Linked DNA regions of Bombyx mori: region 2 is linked to region 1. Evidence: chromatin contacts called from public Hi-C data. All regions are on one chromosome and are shown on one strand. Each heading gives the region's core, a stretch centred on a gene start, on an enhancer-like site or on the middle of the called end of the contact. The rest is flanking DNA. Distances are from core to core; before and after follow the strand shown.

Region 1 (6,031 bases), core at 2,013-4,512:
GCTATATCAAGCGTGACCCTAGCGCGTGGGTGAGCTCTTGCGGCTCAAACCGGAGGTGTTGCTAACACTGGCCCTAGCAAGAGCAGTGCTTCGCAGAATCTACCATCGGATCGGAAATGCGACCCACTGAAAACGAGCGACGTCGACCACTTACCATCAGGTGTACCGTATGCAGGGCATAGACAAGGTTTACAATATAGTATAGCTGTCATACATAAGAAACATCGATCTCACTTATCAAATTCTAAAAACAAAACCAAAACAAAAATCAGTGTCGTCAAATTTCAATTAACAAATGAAAATAGACTAAAGCCTTGTTCGGACTAGGCGAGTATTTTAGTCGAGTACCGAGTAATTTAGTAGCAAAATGTGTCTGAGCACCAAAAATTTAGTCAAGAAGGTTAGTAAATAATTTAGTCAAGTCAATCCATTTTGTTCTATTTTTTCGGGCGAGTCGCGAGTAGCATAGCCAATAAAATTACTCGGTACTCGACTAAAATACTCGCCTAGTCCGAACAAGGCTTTAGGATAGCTCGTGTGAGTACGCGTGGAAGTGTCCATAAACATTCTCGAGACATACGCACATACATTAAAACGTTAACTGTTGTTTCGCGTGTCCGCGCTAACTGACCGCTCAATGTACGTACCTACTTCCGCAAATTAGAATTGTTTTAATGTCCAAACATTAAACAGAATTGCGAGTGCGCGAATATTTTAAGTTTACTAAATATTTATATTAGGCTGCTGTATGAACGAATATTGAATTTAATTTTTTTGTTTTATTGCTTAGATGGGTGGACGAGATCACAGCCAACGTGGTGTTAATTGGTTACTGGAGCCCATAGACATCTACAACGTAAATGCGCCACCCTCCTTGAGATATAAGTTGTACGGTCTCAGTATAGTTACAACGGCTGCCCCACCCTTCAAACCGAAACGCATTACTGCTTCACGGCAGAAAATAGGTGATGGTACCTGCCCGTGCGGACTCAGAAGAGGTCCAGTAAAGTTACTTTTAATACGTCTATAAAATAGAATCCGTAGTTTCCACACTACATCATAAAAACAATGAAATACTTACGTGAATTCTTTCCTAACCTATTCCTGTTACGTCGCATGTACGTAATATGTATGACCTGTGCTACTCTTGTAGACTGATAGTGAGACGAAACAGCACTTTTGCATCTACTTGAAGATTTATGGCAAGAAAAAAATGAAAACTTTTATGCGACAGATTTGAAGTTGATAACTAGTACGTGGTAATAAACGAATCTGAAAATTTAAAACTACTAGCTGACCCGGCAGACTTCGTAGTGCCTCAATCGATAAATAAAAGACTTAACTTTTGTATAAAATAAACTTAAAACGAACAAAAGGAATCCGTCCGACAGAGCACACATCAAAGGGAAAACAAAATTGCTATTTTTATTTAATTCCGAGCATTTTCCTATTTATCTCCCTTTTAAATCTTCTCTGAACTTCCACAAATAATTCAAGACCAAAATTAGCCAAATCGGTCCAGCCGTTCTCGAGTTTCAGCGAGACTAACGAACAGCAATACATTTTTATATTTTAAAACTATTATCCTATTCAATGAACAAAAAAGATCATTGCTTAACGAAAATAATTCTTTTCAAGGTCTCGGGAATTTCGAATAATTTATAACATCCAATACAGCTCACCTCACGTAATTTAGTAAGGGGCTAAAATACATTAGACCATGCATTTCAACTGTAACCACTAGCATATTGGATGTGGGAGCGGCGTGGGGGTGGCGGAAAGCCTCGCCCTGTTCCACTACAGACGGCTTTTACCCTCCGGCGAAAACAAAGAGCAGTCGAAAACCGTTGGAAAGTTAATTATTATGAAAGCATTCACCGATGAAAGTTTTATTATTTGCACAGATATAATTATACCGGTAGAGAATAATGTGCAATTGAAGTGTGATTTTCTTTTTGATTAATAATACCAATTAAGTAATTTGATTATAATCACTGATTATATTCTCATTATTTTGACTTCATGTAATACGGGAGCTTTATTGATGCGTAATTTTCAAAGGTTGAACTGATGTCAGTTTCTGAATTTATTTTCATTATCCTTTCCTTATTCGCTTTCCTTATAGTGTTCCGAATCTACGATCAGTTCACATGGTCTAATCTAAGCCGAGAAATCGGCATTCACATTATTTTTACGTGACAACTTGCGGCTTTCTTCATACTCTGTTATTAAAGAAAGATCTGCTAAAAAAAACCATTTTTAAGCCATAGACCTCTCTTTCTCACAACGTAGTTGCTGAACTCGAGATAATATGAGTCGAAATTATTTAATTTAAAAAATAATAACAACCAAACTAAACGAGCTTTTATCTGCATTGCTTTAGCACATCCTACAAGTAATTACTTCCAGCCACAAATTATCCTCAGGGACCTTCGCAACAGCTTATGACGTTAATCAAATTAGAAGCCATATTATTATGTAGGTTCACACTAGCCAACCGAACATAACCGTTCGTGCCGAGTAATAGAACGATTAAAAATCAGTAAGTGAGCCTTGTTAGCGAATGTGAAGGTTACATCCTGTATCAAGTGAATCACTTCCTCGATGCCAGGGAAATAGTAATAGTTTTATACGTACGTATATATTTTTTTATTTACTATATTTGTTATTTATTTTTTAACAATCACGCCACGTTAACTGATCCCGTACTAAGTTCGTAAAGAACTTGTGTTACGGGTACCAGAGAACGGAAATAAATGTAAGGTTTTTATTATACACATACATATATTTAATATACATTCATAACCCTGGAAAAGTCATTTTGTATTTATCATACAAATATCTTCCCTTGGCAGGATTCGAACCCGCGACCCCCTTGTGTAGTGACCATGTCACTTACCACTACACGAGACGGGCTTTTGATATAGTTGTATTGTATGAGCTCGTCCACCCTTCTAAGCAATAAAAAATAAAATAAAAAATAGGTATCTTAGTTTTCGTGGTCATAGGTGATACATGCTCTGTACATACATACATACGTTTTGTTTACATTGCGCGCTATTCGGCGTAATTAGTTTTACTAGTGATATTTCTTAACAGCAGTCGTCTACCTTGAGACACGAGAAACCAGAGTACTTGAAGAAGACAACTAAGTTGGGAAACCCGTTTGGTTATTCGCATTTTAAATAAACAATGCTATCAACCTTAGAGTTCAGTTTGAAATATACACATTTTAAATGTCACTGAATGTCATTCATTCTGTTATCTGACCAACGGGTGTTTTTATGTAACGATAAAATATTATCGTGAGATTTGTCCATAATGAATGGACAAAAGTGAGTGAAGCGCGGTTTGATGGAGAGTAGTTGCCGCTATCCATTACTATCAGGAATACCAGACACTTCTCAAACCTCGTTTAAAGATACGTTTCATAGATCCCGGGGTATAACGAAAAGGGGACTTCCTTTCATAGTTTTATAGTTCGAGCAATGCACGGAAGGAATTGGTTAAAGGCAAAAAGCATCAACTTTCCTCCGGTGTCCGATGGAACGGTGGTAGATTGAGAAAGAGAGCATTGTCTTTATTAGTTGAAGAACTCGCGACAGGTAAGGTAGAGCACACAAAAGGATGCCCACCGACTCCGAACCATCGATTATCCCTTTGAAAGGACCCGAATGCTTTACCGTTGGTATATTAATTAGGTCGAAAATATTTGTATAATGGCTGCCCTGCTCATGAGGTCGAAATAAATGACGTAACAGATACAGACAGGCACAATACCCCGCACCACCAGTATGCACCACCAAATACAGAATTTTTTTTTATTGCTTATTAGGGTGAACGAGCTCACAGCCCACCTGATGTTAAGTGGTTACTGGAGCCCATAGACATCCACAACGTAAATGCGTCACCCACCTTGAGATATAAGTTCTAAGGTCTCAAGTTTAGTTACAACGGCTCCCCACCCTTCAAACCGAAACGCATTACTGCTTCACGGCAGAAATAGGCAGGATGGTGGTACCCACCCGCGCGGACTCACAAGAGGTCCTACCACCAGTAAATTCGAAGAACGTGACCCTTTTACTAGTGCGGTCGTGTAAAAATAACGATTCTATTTAAATTACGTGGCTGTGTTTACAAACATTCATGAGTCAGACCGAGTCGAACGGTTCAGTTCTGAGCAAGTTAAGTATCGCAAGGAACCAACCCCATTTCCGTTTCTCGTCTATTCTAAACGCACACTTACCTACAGGAAATAAAAATATCCTGAATCACATATATTTTTTTACGATAAACGACCTCATGCTTGTGTGTTTGGCGATAATGTTTCTTCCGTTAGATTAAAACGAGTGTTTGGAACTTAGATATCTTTATCATTATTTCCGAGAAATATTATTTTGTAGAATTTGATGAATACGTACAAACAATGAGTGGCGTCAGCGTCATCGGGCTAGTAGGCGAGTTCACGGGGCTCAAACCTGACGATATTGCTAACACGAACTCTAGCAAGAGCCGTGCTTCGCAGAATTTACCACCGGATCGGAAACGCGACCCACTGAGAAGATCCAGCGAGAAACTCAGTGGGCTGCGTCTGTGGGTTAATTTACTCGCCGAGCCCTTCGTCGCAAGCGACGGGTTCGACGAGAACGATGACCGGTGCTTGAGGTACCTTACAAGCAACGTTAGTGGATCGGGTGGATCCGAGATTACGTGTTTTGGGCGACGGTTTGCCATTTGGTCCGCAGCATCGGCTATGACGGTTTACATGATGTCTGACCTTTATTCATCAGTAGGTAAGTGTCCGCGATTCTGTCTTTTTAAATTGTTACTATTGCGACCTCCCCTCATCATTCCGGGTCGTAATACTTCCCCCATCTATTTTTCTATCATAAGTAAGCATTGGCAAAGTAAACATAAAATTCATAAGCTTCCTATATTAGTGTAAAACCTTTATTCAGAATTCAAAACTATTTATTAGACCGAAGTAAAATGTTACGATGTCGAATCAATTGAATTAGTTAGTTAATTAGAAACATCGGACTTGCGTAGACACTAATTGGTTTAAATCCAGGGTCTAGACTTATACCAAATACCGATTCCAACTACACGACTGTGTGAGTTACGCCTTTGAAGTTATCGTATCTTTAAACATTTTTACTGTTCTGTTTATTTAATAATTTATTGTTTTTATTATCATTCAGATTTGAAAACATATTGAATTATCAGGAAACGAAAGTATGGTATGTTTTGATAGGCTGAAATATGTATCCTATTTATATGATTACCACTTCAGATCGGAAGAATGAAGAAAAAAAACATCTTTAATAGATCTAATATGTCAAACCTTTAGAATTAAAGTGGCTTAATCTAAAATTCTTGTTTTTTATTAAACGCCAAAAATGTACCTAATCGAAGAATTGTAATTTTTGAGGTCCTTGATTTTAATACTTTAAGATATGGCGCTTGATTATGGAAAGAGTACTTTTGTCCTTTCTAGACTAAAATAAGACTGTTTAATTTTATAAACTGAAAGAATACATGTTCAGAAATCATTCGAAATATAAAACTAATTTTCTTAAAATCTTTAGTAAGGCCACTTAAATTCTAAATGTGCCATGTGTCAGACAGATGCAACAACAAAAGACATAAACACATAAATTCCTCCATAAATATGAAAAATTAACGAAATGATGTCAGTTTAAAAAAATTTCATCGTATTCGAACGGCGCCATTTGTGCTAACAATGAAATTATTGCAATCGCCGTGCCGCGTACCGTATCGTTCAAAGACACACAAAGACATTGTTCCGTTTTACATTAAAACAATTAATTTTGTATTAAAACAATAAATACGTATCGGATGCCGTCATTTGTCTTGCAGTTGAGCTTCAGTCAGCTCAGTTAAGTGGTAACTGGAGCCCATAGACATCTATAACGTAAATGCGCCACCCGCCTTGAGATATGAGTTCTAAGGTCTCAGTTTAGTTACAACAGCTGCCCCGCCCTTCAAACCGAAACGCATTACTGCTTCA
Region 2 (6,031 bases), core at 1,462-3,961, 100 kb before region 1:
GGTTTATCAAAATATTTCAAATAATTTCAACATTTTATAGGTGTGGTTTTTATTGTTGTTTCTGATTATGCTGGAGATAAATGAGTACCAAGTGTTTTGAGCTCGCTCGTATATTCGCAATACCATTTATCCGATCTACCATCAGCTGGAAATCAATCTTGACGCCGTTGGTAGATTCAAAAATATTCGTTCCCACGACCAAGCCGTTCCCATATTACGCGGTGTTGTTGCAATTATCATGACTCGCCACACGTGGATAGCTGATTCAAATGTAACTCAGATTGTGGCACTGTGAATAAGTTCTTTTAAAATTAATAGCGGTTAGTCGCCTTAGAAACCTCACAACAATTGGCCGTTGTTCATTTTCGGCATTAACGTTAACAAGTCATGTTTAGTTTTAGGTAAATTAGTTAGGATTTTGTAGCAACTACCGTTTGTCACTGTTGGTCAATAAAAATGATCAATCAATAGGAAAGCTTCTTTTTTTTTAAGCCGACCAAGAAAAAGGATCTCCGAAAGCATTGCAGATAAACGAGAAACGACAAACAATCGGAAACAGAGGAGGCATTGTTTTCGTTTGCGCTGATAAGCGAACAGGAAGCGCACGGAATGAGGGTGAGAGGGGGTCTGTGGCATCCATTGTTCGGATCATCGTTTTCATTTCGTAACACATTACGCAAATTCACGATTCCGATTCAGGAAGTATATACATATAAAAATGTCATTATTCGGGGGCAGACAATTGAAATACAAAAGGCTGTGTGCGAAGCGAAAAACCGGGTCGCTTTATCAAGGATACAACTGAGCTGAGCCTGATTTTTTAACATCTAGATTTTTCTGATTTAATCCAAACGAAATTTTAATTTATAATTAGATTGTGTAAGACGATTTATTGTTTTATTAAAATTAGACATTGGCTAATTTTGAAGAATTTTAGCAAGAAACATAGTAGATACATAGTATATTTTAAATTTAGCAATTCTATAGTATTATCTTATAATCTTGTTTCTGTATAAACGGTATCAGATAAATTATGTTTAAATATCGGATAGACCGATAAAGGATTCATTTAAATATTATTTTGGTCATGTTTTACATAGTGGTTTCTTTCCAATAATTTATTAATAAAATAAGCGGTCCACAGCGGCAGACAGTGGTTTGGCTGTGCCCCTGACACTGACTGATGTCCAGGAGCGACGGTGCCCAATTTCCACCAGGTGAACCACATCGAGGTTGCCTTCTAAGGAGGGTTTTTTGTTAACACTGTTAGTTCCGAACAAAGACTCAAAATTACCACAACCATTGTTTTGCCTTTTCCTACACAGCTCAGGAACAATTCCAATTACCGAAGATATCTCCAAACTTAATTGAAAAATCTAGTGACACTTTATGTGTAAGCATTATTTGTTCATTATTTTCCATAATTCCATTTCATAATAAAAATCTAGAAAAAATCACGTTAAATACGGTATGCGATGACACAACCCTGAAAAATGTAGTAAACAAACCTACCCAGGTTGTTTGGTCAACACAAACATTGAGAACAAAGGGGAAACCATACCGTCGGCGACCTAATACGGGTAATACATATTTGCGAACTTGTTAAAGATACGTAAATTATTATACATATTGTTTGAATGAGTCATTGATAACCAGCCGTGTTTATTTTTTTGCTGAAATGCACTGTTTTCTTCATTAAAACCGAATGACTATGAAATTTGTTGACTATTTATTGTTTCCTCAATAGTAAACCAAAGTGGCTGAAAAGTGGCCCGGTTCCATAAATTTTTGACATTCGTAGTAAACAGCCACGCTAAGAAAAGCAAAAAGTGACACAACTCTATTACTTCAACAATTAAAACAATCGCGTGGCGAACGTAAATTTTGGCAAAACACGTTTCGTCTCACAAACATCAGGTGGTTTATTTGAAGATTCTTAATTCGGTGCCAAAGTAAATTGTTCGACATCAAAAACAACAGAATTCATTCGAATATCAAATTATGTGTCTAATGCCAAACATTCCTTAGAGGATTACGTTTAGTATAATACTTTTTTTGCTGTATCTTTTGCAATACCAGACATGAAATGCATAAAGTCTAGCAAGACAAGCATCTCCCAAGTTTCAACACAGGGGGTTGTTCGTATCCAGTAGATTCGCGAGACCTTCAACAGGTCGTCGATCGACCTTCTAGGACTTTTTAGCCCCAGTAGCCATTTATTCTGGGAGCAATGTGCTTTACCCATTTCGGCCTCGGAATCCTTTGGGGCTGTACTTGGTTACCAGGGTTTTCCCGTGAATATCCTGATTTCAAATTCATAATCCAAGGATAGCCTTCGGTATTGCTTTTTAACTTTGGGCTTTTTGATAAAGCCCATGTTGAGACCACTTCTCAGTAGCGGTATTTGCGGGATGCGACTTTGGATTTTTTGCATTCCTGCATATTATAATTATTATAGACATACTAATACTAATTGTGCTCTTTTCATGATAGAACAATCATTTGGTTCTTTGTTCAACAAAACAAAACGCGAAGCAATCCTGGTTTGTTCGGTGGATCGGAAATCTGTTATACCAAAGCAATTGAATTTTGAATATTGTTTTCGAATTCATATTTCGATTTCGATTTGGCATCATAGCTCCAGTCTAATTACACATATCGCATCATCTTAGCGATTCGGAGCCGAGCAGTGGCCGGGGTGCAATCAACTCGGCACACATGACCCGTTGACGTCGTTAATAACAGCGTACCTATTGTCTATACGTATTGATGACGTCAAACTCACAGTTAATTTATTCTTATAGTATTAACATTGCTGAAACACTGCAACAGTTTAATCTCGAGATTATTTTGATCATTTTACGATCTCAGATGTTTCGAATGATTTTCGTTTGCGGTAACGATTGATATTTTTAACTCGTAAATAATTACTCAACCATTACAAATATCCAAATCTAAAAGCATGAAAAATAAAAAATAAAATTTAAAACATATTATATTAATTCTACCAATAATGATTTGCATCGAAAATATCAAGGCAACATAAATTGATATTCATGCAACACATAGAATTAATTTATTATATATGTAGATAGGTATAAACAGCCGTTATAGGATATTCGCTAATATTACAATACTAATTTAAATAAATTATTATGAAAGGAATATTAAACCATTAAACAAACGTAAATAAAAGATTATTGGGCTGCAAATGCTCATTGATGCAATATGAATGTCGCCACCCACATTGAGACATCAAAGTCTCTATGTATTCAGATGATAATTGATAACATCCCGTCAACATAATTTGTGATTTTTAAATTTTTTTTTTTTGTATAAGCGTAATTTTCTAGCCAGCATTCGCCCAGTAGTCAAAATTTGACTTAGATTCATCTTCTATTTTGTTTTGTTATTGGAATGTTTTCGTATAAAGGTGAGAAAATGTTTACACGTGTGTAAATTGTCAATTTAATTGGACACGCTGTAGTTTTCAAATTACACTGAAAGATTCCGTTACATAAATCGGTAGATATACAGGTCAAGCTAATGAAACCACTATTTATTACGCTTTAGTGTGCTTCTGCGGCCAACAGAACTACTAGGCAGGGCAATACATGCGACATTACGCTAAGCTTTTGTGGTCAGCATTGGCCAACATTTTATTATTATTATATTTATAATAACTTATGACATTTGAAGACGAATTCCTGATCTAAATGTTAATGACGACCCAGAAATATATGTTCATTAAAATGTAGATGAAAATCAGTTTCGTATCCGCTTGGTAATTAACATTATTTATAAGTGTCTTCATATTTTGTAATTAGTATCAATTAACTATGATCGATGGTTGCTCAGCACATTTAATTTTACATTTTTGTCTGGATCACATTCGCACATTATTTTTTGGATTTTTATAGTTAATTGTTAATGTGTTTTTTTGTTTGTTATTGTCTACTTTTTTTTTTCCTACCGAAGCTGATAGCCTTGAGAGGCTATTTCAGCGTAACCTTATCTAGTAGGTGAGCTCACGGGGCTCAAACCGTACTGATGCTAACACTGACCCTAGCAAGAGCAGTGCTTCACAGAAACTACCAACGGATCGGAAACGCGACCCACTAAGAAGATCCGGCGAAAAACTCAGTGGGCTGTGTCTGTGGGATTGTCTACATATGAAAAGTACTTTGGATAGCATTTGAGTAATCCCTATTAACCGCTATTGGCAACGATTGCACAAGAAGGGTAGCGGTACGCGAGGCATGGCGACGTCTTGTGAAGCTTACCACTACCCGAACTGATGACCACGGCCGGACTTTTTGGCGGGAACGCGAGGAGTTAAGGTATGTGATTTGTTTTATTTTGTCTATTTAGTGTTTCTTCAGGTTTAACAGGTGTAATAACGGTGATTTATTAACTGTTTATCTGTGAAAGTGCACAAATGTGGGAAAATGAAACAAAGCCACTGGACGTAACTTCTCGGTATCCTCCAAAAAGCCCACTGAAAAAACCACAGTAAATGAACACCATTTTACTGATATTATATTTCATCCCATATCATCTCATTTCATTTCATTTAATTTCATCCCAGTTGATTAATGTTCCAAATTAATCATCTTCATTTCATTTCACTCCATATAATCATTTTTCATAAAAATAAGAATATAAATTTTAATAAGACATGACTTAAAGGTCTTAGTTACCAGGTCATAAAATCCCTTAAAAAAAATGACCACGGCCACTCTGCCAAGAGTGCCCAACGACTGAGAAGAAGAATCCCTGTTGCTATTGATATCTCTCTGTATAGAGATATCACCAACTCTGTATAGAGATATCACTCACCCAAGTATATTCGGATGTTTCAACTTGTTCATGAGCTGCACTTCTCGGAGCATGTTCGGTCTGTTAGCCCGTTGCTGGTTCATTTTCAACACCATGACCTTCGCTGATGTTTTGTGGGTTACCTGTAACAACGTTCATGTAATTTTTATTAACGGTAAATTGTAATTTTTTGTGTTAGGTAAATCACGATAATACTCTATAGTATCATAAAAGGGTATTTCTGTTGCGTGTCGAATGATTTAGGTTAAAAAAATCCGAGAAAGTACGTATCGGAATCAGACATCAGATTCAACTTTTAATTATCTAACGGCTTTCCTGCTCTTCAAGCAGGAGATTTAAATGTATCACGATAGAAACAGGTTAAACCGCGACACCCATTCTTAGAATCTAATTCCCTTGTTATTAGCGACATTTATCAATTTAATTCCACACAGTTCCGTGACCTGTGCGCTTAGTGCGAGTTTTAACGTTCTCGATAACGTAAAAGTTAACTTCAAATTTGTATGCAGTTCGAACAGCGCCCTTAGCGGCAAACGTAGGCAAACGTTCCAGCTCCATACAAATTTGACGTTAACTTTTACGCGATCGAGAACGTTAAAAAACTCGCACTAAGCACACTGAACTACTTACATTTACGAGATTCTATGAAATCGTATTAAATTCAATTATCATGAGTGTAATTTCTAAAATAAATTAAAGTTTCGTTCGGGATCCAAACTATGTAGGTCACGATGTATACGTGATTAGATCTAGATTTCTAGACTGCGGCTCGTATTAGTTGTGGCGCACTGTTTATTACGATCGCAGTGCACGTTTTGTAGAACTATAAATTCCGAATGTTTACGTTCACACAAAACTAATTTGTTTATTGAATTTAGAATGTATGTACTTGATTAGAATTTGAAATTGTTTCGAACTTTGTATGTTCAATTAGTATTAAAAAAAAAAAAAATGTTTTTTTTTTATTTATTTTTTTATTGCTTAGATGTGTGGACGAGCTCACAGCCCACCTGATATTAAGTGGTTACTGGAGCCCATAGACATCTACAACGTAAATGCGCCACCCACCATGAGATATAAGTTCTAAGGTCTCAGTATAGTTACAACGGCTGCCCCACCCTTCAAACCGAAACGCATTACTGCTTCACGGCAGATATAGGCGGGGTGGTGGTGCCTACCCGTGCGGACTCAC

The links. Hi-C and Micro-C count contacts between places; a contact is called where the count stands out from the background.
Region 2: a Hi-C map of whole pupa shows a contact between it and region 1, with 2.6 times the contacts expected there. The contact joins two enhancer-like sites. A contact is called at or near these places in 3 of 7 Hi-C or Micro-C datasets (midgut and whole pupa).

What each region holds. Positions count from the first base shown.
Region 1 is chr22:15,104,057-15,110,087 of ASM3026992v2, reverse strand. The region is part of intron 1 of LOC101737192 (dual specificity testis-specific protein kinase 2); the gene reads right to left. Among protein-coding and RNA genes, the nearest start is that of LOC101737192, 8.5 kb to the right of the region's middle. Within about 2 kb of position 3,262, at least 5 of the 8 cell types and tissues checked have open chromatin away from gene starts, as enhancers often do.
Region 2 is chr22:15,203,306-15,209,336 of ASM3026992v2, reverse strand. LOC101737192 (dual specificity testis-specific protein kinase 2) reads right to left here. Exons shown (of 9, transcript XM_038018960.2): 2 at 4,840-4,961. Among protein-coding and RNA genes, the nearest start is that of LOC101746659, 31 kb to the left of the region's middle. Within about 2 kb of position 2,711, at least 4 of the 8 cell types and tissues checked have open chromatin away from gene starts, as enhancers often do.